Linked DNA regions of Mus musculus: region 1 is linked to region 2. The links are chromatin contacts, called in public promoter capture Hi-C maps. All regions are on one chromosome and are shown on one strand. The core of a region is the stretch at or near the end of the contact, and the rest is flanking DNA. Distances in the headings are between cores, read along the strand shown.

Region 1 (3,834 bases), core at 90-2,589, 100 kb before region 2:
GGGAATTGAACTCAGGTCCTCTGGGAGAGCAGGAAGTACTCTTAAACGCTAAGCCAACACCTTTATTTTTCTTTACGACTAAACAAATTCTATTGCATCTCACTTATCTGCTGATGGGCCTCAAGGTTGATCCTTTTCCTTGCTATTTTGAGTAGTGCCAGTAATTGCCTGGGGTGTGCAAGCATCACCCTGGTAGGATGTAGAGTCCTTTGGGCATATGTCAGGAGTAGTATAGATGGCTCATATGATAGTTTTATTTTTAGTTTCTTGAGGAACCTTCGGACTGATTTCCATAGTGGCGGCACTAATTTACACTCCTCCCCTTAGTGAGTAAGGGTTCCTCTTTCCCTAGCCAGCATTTGTTATCTTTCTGCTGTTTCTGACTGGCGTGAGATGAAATCTCAAAATAATTTGAATTTGCATTTCTCTGATGGCTAAGGATGTGACCGGTTTCCTGGGAAGCACTTCTTAAATTCAGCTTCTGATTCTCAGTTTCTGATTCTCTTCTCAGCTCCTTGTCCCCTGGGCCAGGGCAGCAGGGCAGAGAGCAGGAACTCCGAGCTGTGGGCGGAGCAGCTGCTGGGGGGCAGGACAGGGTGGAGTAGGGAAAGTCACTGCTGGGGGCGGGGTGGGGGTGGGGTGAGGACGGGAGGAGACGGGGGGGGGGGGGGGGGCGGGGGGGGGGAGATATGGTGCTGGCTTCCTTAGAAAAGGAACATTTGGACTCAATGGGTTCTGATCTCCAGTACCTCGGACAGACATAGCATTTACAGCCGCTGAGCCTCGGGCTGCCTTATCCACAGGAAGGAGAAAGTCTTGAGTTGCATTAGTGGGTGACCGTGAAAACTGTAGGAAATAACGTGGAAAAAAAAAGTTCTCACAATGCTTAGTGTAATGGTATCTCTCTCTCTCCTTGCCTAGTGATCTCTTAATGAGGGACAACCTGTTTGAAATCATAACCACCTCCAGGACGTTCTACGTACAGGTAAATGTCCACCCCCAGACCAGCGTTTCCTCTCTGTGAATGTGAGTGGATGCCTCCGCTCCCTCCAGCACCCAGTGTCCCATCTCATTCTAAGGAGGGTGTTGGTTAGATGCTTCCCTACCCTGGGATACTACAAGCAGGTCTATCCGCTGTGCGGGAGGTGCGGGAGGATGCCAGCCTCTGTAGCAGCTGCACTGGGCTGCAGAGCTCCAACTAAGCAGAGAAAAGGAGAACTGGTGGATGGTTTCACTTCTGCTCTGGAGGGTATTTATAAGTCCCGCCTATGTATGGACATTACTGTGTGCAGACAAGACAGAAGCATAGAGGGCCCTTTGCCGGCACAGGTGCACAGGCAGCCTGCACAGAGAAAGCCATTGTTTGGCCTCTGACAGTTCCCTTACCAGGACCTTCCCCCCACCCCCAGATCTGGAGCTCTCCCAATCCCTATGAGGTCACAGCAGCTAGCAAGGCAGATTTCCAAGCAGCGCAAAGACAGCTAGAGCCAAGTCCTCCGCCTGGGCTGCCTAGAAGACCACAGAGCCAGTACAGGGAGAGGCTGATGTGAGATTCTGAGCCTTAAAATTCGCAGCTTTCCCGCGTGGGGTTTTAGGAACATCCATCTCCCTTTTTTCTCTTTCCCCTACTGAATTCCTCCCACAAAATGATGGGGCCTCTCTTCCATTTTTTTTTTTAAGTAACAGGTCTGTGTCTTCACTGTTTTCTACTTTATGCCAGCAGCCTTGCTGATAGCCTTGGGCATCCTCGAGCCATTTTCATTGAGAGAAGCATATTGTCTAGGAAGAGATGGCAGAGAGGAGGCTGGATCATGGGGAGAGGGTCACCTTGCTCTTAAATCTAAAATCCAGTTTTCTCCAGTGCTTCTTCCATTTAGATGCAAGGTCTAGCTTGTGCTTTCGAGGAAGTTTCTAGTTCTTTTTTTTTTTTTAAAGACTTATTTATTTATTATATGTAAGTACACTGTAGTTGTCTTCAGACACCTGTAATGAGGCATCAGGTCTCATTACAGATGGTTGTGAGTCACCATGTGGTTGCTGGGATTTGAACTCAGGACCTTCAGAAGAGCAGTCAGTGCTCTTAACCTCTGAGCCATCTCTCCAGCCCCAGAAGTTTCTAGTTCTTGCCGTTGATATTTGTAGGGTATAGTCAAGGGTCTAGGCATGGCCTGAGGTTGGGTACATGGAGTTAGACAGAACTGATCTTGAAGCTAAGTGTCTTAGTTAGGGTTTTACTGCTGTGAACAGACACCATGACCAAGGCAAGTCTTATAAAAAAACAACATTTAATTGGGGCTGGCTTACAGGTTCAGAGGTTCAGTCCATTATCATCAAGGTGGGAGCATGACAGCATCCAGGCAGGCATGGAGCAGGCAGAGCTGAGAGTTTTACGTCTTCATCCAAAGGCTGCTAGTGGAAGACTGACTTCCAGGCAACTAGGATGAGAGTCTTAAACCCACATAGTGACACACCTATTCCAACCAGGCCACACCTCCAGATGGTGCCACTCCCTGGTCCAAAAATATACAAACTATCACACTAAGTAATCAGGCAGCTGAAATCACATACATGACTAAAGGATTCAGGAGGAGAGGGGGCCAGGCAATGGAACGGCTCCATGGCAAGGGCCCAGGAAAGAGAATAGCTGCAAGGGAGGCTGCAATGCTATGGGCAGAGACTCACTGCCCTGCCTGCTTCCTTAGCAAGCTTATATCTGGTCCATAGAGTTGCAGGTAAGATAAGGACAGAAAGACACAGCTCTTGGACTCAGACAATTTATTTAATATTCAGAGTCTCCGTATGTGTGTAAAATGGAGATGAAAAACTCAACCCAAGCCCTTCTGATGGCCCTGAAGTCTATTTGATCCCAGGCATCATGAAGGACAGATAAGAAAAGAGCAATGCAGGACTAAACAGGCCAATGTGAAGGCCGTGGCGGACAGTCCTTCAGAAGGGCTTACCTTAGATGGATGAGGGAAAGTGACGAATTTGAGACATATGGAAGAGGTCCACTCTCGAGGACTTGAGAGTTGGTTGTGTGAAGGGGAAGGGAGAGACACATAAATCCCAGGGCTTTGGCTTGAGTTTTGCACTGGTCGGTGACAGCTAGTAGTTACTTTCTTGGTAATATGGAGGAAAAGCAGCAGCACTAGGGTGTATTGCGTACTCTTCTGTTACCATGATAAAATACCATGACCAGAAGCAACAAGGGAGAAAGGGTTTGATTTAGCATATGGTTCCACAGGGATTGAGTCCATCAGGCAGGAAATATATGCCATGGTAACAGAAACAGGAAGCAGAGATAGGAAAGGCCTATCCCTAGTAATGTGTTTCCTCCGGCAAGACTCCACCTCCTAAAAGTCCTATAACCTCCCCTAACTGTGAGTGTCACCAGTGGGGGACCGGATAACATTGGGGACCAAATGGACACCATTTCTCATTCAAACCATGCCATAGGGGTAAGTACCGAGTTTACCGTGCTTCTGGAACATCCATTAGTACACCTGGTGATGATCATTGCCTAGATGGTACTTGATATGTTAGTGCTTGCGGTGTGATCATACTCTGAAAGCTGCACAGAGGGTAGTGACTTGGAGACAAAAGGCTCAACCGAAACTGTTCAGAAGATATTCTATCATCCAAGAGGCACCAGCACTTCCCCGGGCCCTTACCAGTTCTCTATTCCTTCCCTTCTGTGCTAAAATTTCTAAGGAAGGACATTAGCATCTCCCTGAGTACATACATGAGGGAAGGTCAATCCATATGTAACACATGGGACAAAGAGAGTGGTGTGTTGGAGAAGTATGGATGAAAAGCTAGGGAACATATTTGTTG
Region 2 (3,522 bases), core at 952-3,451:
TCCACCACAACCGAAAATATCTTCTCAGGGAAACTTGATTCCGGCTCGGCCCGCTCCTGCACCTCCTTTATATAGCTCCCTCACCTGATAGTAGAATATTAGAATCTTATTTTTTAAATGTCTTCAGGGAACTGAGCAAATGTTTGTTGTTTTTTTTTTTCCTGATGTTTTCTTGAAAAGCCTTTCTCTTCCAACCATGAATGAACACAAACCACCACAAAACAAGCTTTATTAACACAGGAGCCTAGTGGGGATTGCGAAACACAGGAATGTGCAGGCGCTCCGGGGGGTGTAAAGTGAACGTTTCCATCGTTAGAATGTTTTCTCTGGCCATTTGTGGATTTAATGCACTTGACGTGGATTAAGTTATTCTGAGCATGTTACTGTAATGATTCTCAAATTAACTGTATTAGTGTAAGCTTTGTCACTATGCGCTAAACGTAATCCTGACTTTTTGACCCCAGTTACCATTAATAGTTTCTGGTTGACCATTTGAACATGTATTAACTTAGGAAGACTAATTGCCAATAACGTCTGCATTTTCATCTTGCATGGATTAACAGCCATTTATATGGACTTATGTCTCTTAATGCACAAAGAAGCAGATATCTCGAAGGAGCTTACACAAGAACCACAATTACTAGATCATGATATACTTGGAAAGTGTGAAATATGGTGTGTACTCAGTTATTGGCTTCCATTTTTTATGATCTTTCAACTATAACAATTATGATAGAAATCGATTTAACACAATCAGTTATGGGCTTCCATTTTCAAATATCTTTTCAACTGTAATGACTATGACAGGAACTGATTCAACTCTCAATTTTCTTTATGCATCATGGTAAAGCATTGCAGCAGTGTTGTTTTGTTTGAAGTGCACACTCTATGGTACGAGGTGTTTAGTATACCCAAGCAGATAGGTGTCGATCGAACAGGAGCAGGGAGAATACTTCCAACAGTTGAGGTGTTACCAAACCACTTGAGAATTCATGAGCACTTTAACTCTAAACTCTGAATTTCAAAGCTTGATGTGAAGTCCTCTAGAATGTTTACATTTACTAAGGTGTGCTGGGTCCTGTCTCTTTTGACTAATATTTTCGTAAACATTAGGCTGGAGAAAGGAAGGAAGCAGTGGTTTCCTTAGATAACTACAGAATTATACTGGTCTCTGGGATTACTCTCTCAGCTGTATTAAAATGAATTTGTACTTTGAAAGGAATGATATTGACACTAAAATTTTAAACATTTAAATTTTTTCATAATCTTTCATAAAGAAGTTTAATAATAGGTATATTAACTGAATTTCATTAGTTTTTTAAAATAATATTGTTTGTGTATATATACATATTAAAATAAAAACATTTACAACAAATAAAATACTTGAAATTCTTGTTTTGTCGTCCTCTTTATAAATACATAACTATTTGGGTTCTTCTTAATTTCAGTGTTAGGGCTTTTGGCAAATGTGACTGCACTTAAGGAAAACACATTAAAAGATAGACTGTTCATTTTTTTTTTTTTTTCAGGATACTCAAGTACTTTAGCAGTTGGGTGTGTACTAACACTGGTGAACCAGCCCTAGTGAGAAATATGGCGGTGTTGAAGGCCACAAGCCCTCAGAAATACTAAGGAGAAAGTAGTTTACTGACAGGACTCTTGACTTAAGAAGCATGTGACTAGGGCGCTGCCATTCCAGCTAGGACAAAGGCTAAAATGTAGGTTCTTATGTCAAGGATCTGCCATTGCTGTATAAATTAACCATTCTGGTAAGCTCCTAAAAAAGGAAGGTATATGAATTTTAACTGAAGTGCCACGGAGAACCAGGTTGGAAGGAAGCCTGGCGGTCCATGGGAGCAGTGTGCCTGTGGAAATGTAGACCCCAAGGAAGAAAATCAGTTTAGGCTTTCTTGAAAAATTTGTCCACGCATCTTAAAATGCAGTCGTAGTTTAGCCTTAGAAAGAGTATAAACGTATGTGTGTACTTTTTTGACCTGAGCGCCCTCGCAGCCTCTCCAGTACTGCGCATGCGGGTTTCATTGCGAAGCAGCCTGGCTCTGTTAGAGCTGGGGTAGGTGGTGGAGGGGGAGGATGGAGGCGGGGTAGGGGGTTAGGGCGCTCCAAGGACGTGGCCCACGGTGGCCCCTGGCACGTGCCCCACAGCCCCGCGCAACGGCTTTACAACTGTCTAGGTACTCCAGGAGACGCCATGCTGGGCGCCATGCTGCACACACTGCTGCTGCTGCTGCTGGCCGAGCTGGGGGCCTTGCTGGCATCAGGACCCGGTGAGCGCTCCGCAAGGCGGGTTCTCTGAGATTGGGGGCACTTTTCTTGTAGGTCTGTCGTGCACATCATAAAGCTCAAAAAATGGACCCCAAAAGAACACTTCCCAACAGCTTCTGGAAACCACTTAAACTAAAAAAACAAATACCCAGTTTCCACAAGATAACTTTACTAACACGATGTACATGCAATAATAGTTCTTCTAGAAATAGGAAAGAAAAGACATTAAGCCACAAACCCCCAGGCTCAGAGAAAATGCAGCGGTGCGTGGAAGCTGGGAAGGGGCAGAATCTTGCTTAAGTTTTGGAATCAAGTAGGGCTCGGCTACTTGACAGGCAATGATCAAGCTGTTGTGAGTCCAACTGTCCAGCAGGTGCCAGTCCAACGCTTGCCTCTAGCTCTGAGGTCTGCTAATTTGTTGAAGCTGTGGAATGCATCTTTTGAAAGGTGAAGAAGGCATGGTTGGGGCTCTGAGTGTTCTCTTCCTGGTTTATTAGAAGTAAAGAATAAAGAATGTATAGCAACATCTAAAATATCAGCCTCATATCCTTTAGGTGTTAACACGCTTCAAAACTAAGAACCGTTCTTGGGGGGGGGGGGGGAGTAGAAAGTTGGCGTCGCTTTGCATTTTGTGGATCTCCTGAACCTGTGCTTCAATAAAGGACAACTAGGTTGTGTAGCTACTGCTTCCAGTCTTGTGCTGCAGGCTTGAGTAGAAGTGCAAGAAGGAGAACTTTAGAAGCCTTTTCAAGTAGTTGTGAGCTCTCTGCTTACTACACTCACACTGGACAAACGGAAAAAGAATAGTTGCAACGTAGAATTCAAAAACATACCAGCGCCGAAACACACCAGCGCCGGGCGTGGTGGCGCACGACTTTAATCCCAGCACTCGGGAGGCAGAGGCAGGTGGACTTCTGAGTTCCAGGTCTGCCTGGTCTACAAAGTGAGTTCCAGGACAGCCAGGGCTATACAGAGAAACCCTGACTCGAAAAACAAAACAAAACAACAACAAACAAAACAAAACAAAAACACACCAGCAAGCTTTACTATTCTTTATTTTTAATTAAAATATATCACTAATTCTTTTCCATTTCCTCCCTCTAATCTGTCCACCCCAACTCCCTTGCCTTTTTATTTAATATATACTAAATCTCTCTCTCGATATCTATATCTATATCTACATAGATATAGATATGTATATACCAGCAAACTTCATGAAATTCAATTGGATATAAATAT

The links. Promoter capture Hi-C pulls out the DNA fragments that hold promoters and counts their contacts.
Region 1: a contact with region 2 is called in a promoter capture Hi-C map of liver, with 2.4 times the contacts expected there. The contact joins the enhancer-like site here to the promoter of Adam32 in region 2. A contact is called at or near these places in 6 of 39 promoter capture datasets (the 3T3-L1 cell line, 3T3-L1-derived adipocytes, embryonic stem cells and 3 more) and 1 of 484 Hi-C or Micro-C datasets (nephron progenitors).

The regions. Positions count from the first base shown.
Region 1 is chr8:25,049,511-25,053,344 of GRCm38.p6, reverse strand. It overlaps Plekha2 (pleckstrin homology domain-containing, family A (phosphoinositide binding specific) member 2), which reads left to right. Exons shown (of 12, transcript NM_031257.3): 10 at 922-985. Among named protein-coding and RNA genes, the nearest start is that of Htra4, 12 kb to the right of the region's middle. Within about 2 kb of position 1,339, at least 164 of the 459 cell types and tissues checked have an H3K27ac peak or open chromatin away from gene starts, as enhancers often do. A contact at or near this core is called in liver and macrophages, where this site is marked.
Region 2 is chr8:24,947,483-24,951,004 of GRCm38.p6, reverse strand. Adam32 (a disintegrin and metallopeptidase domain 32) reads left to right here and starts at 2,201. Exons shown (of 22, transcript NM_153397.2): 1 at 2,201-2,285. The coding sequence starts at 2,210. Adam9 (a disintegrin and metallopeptidase domain 9 (meltrin gamma)) reads left to right here. Exons shown (of 22, transcript NM_001270996.1): 22 at 1-1,394. The coding sequence ends at 88.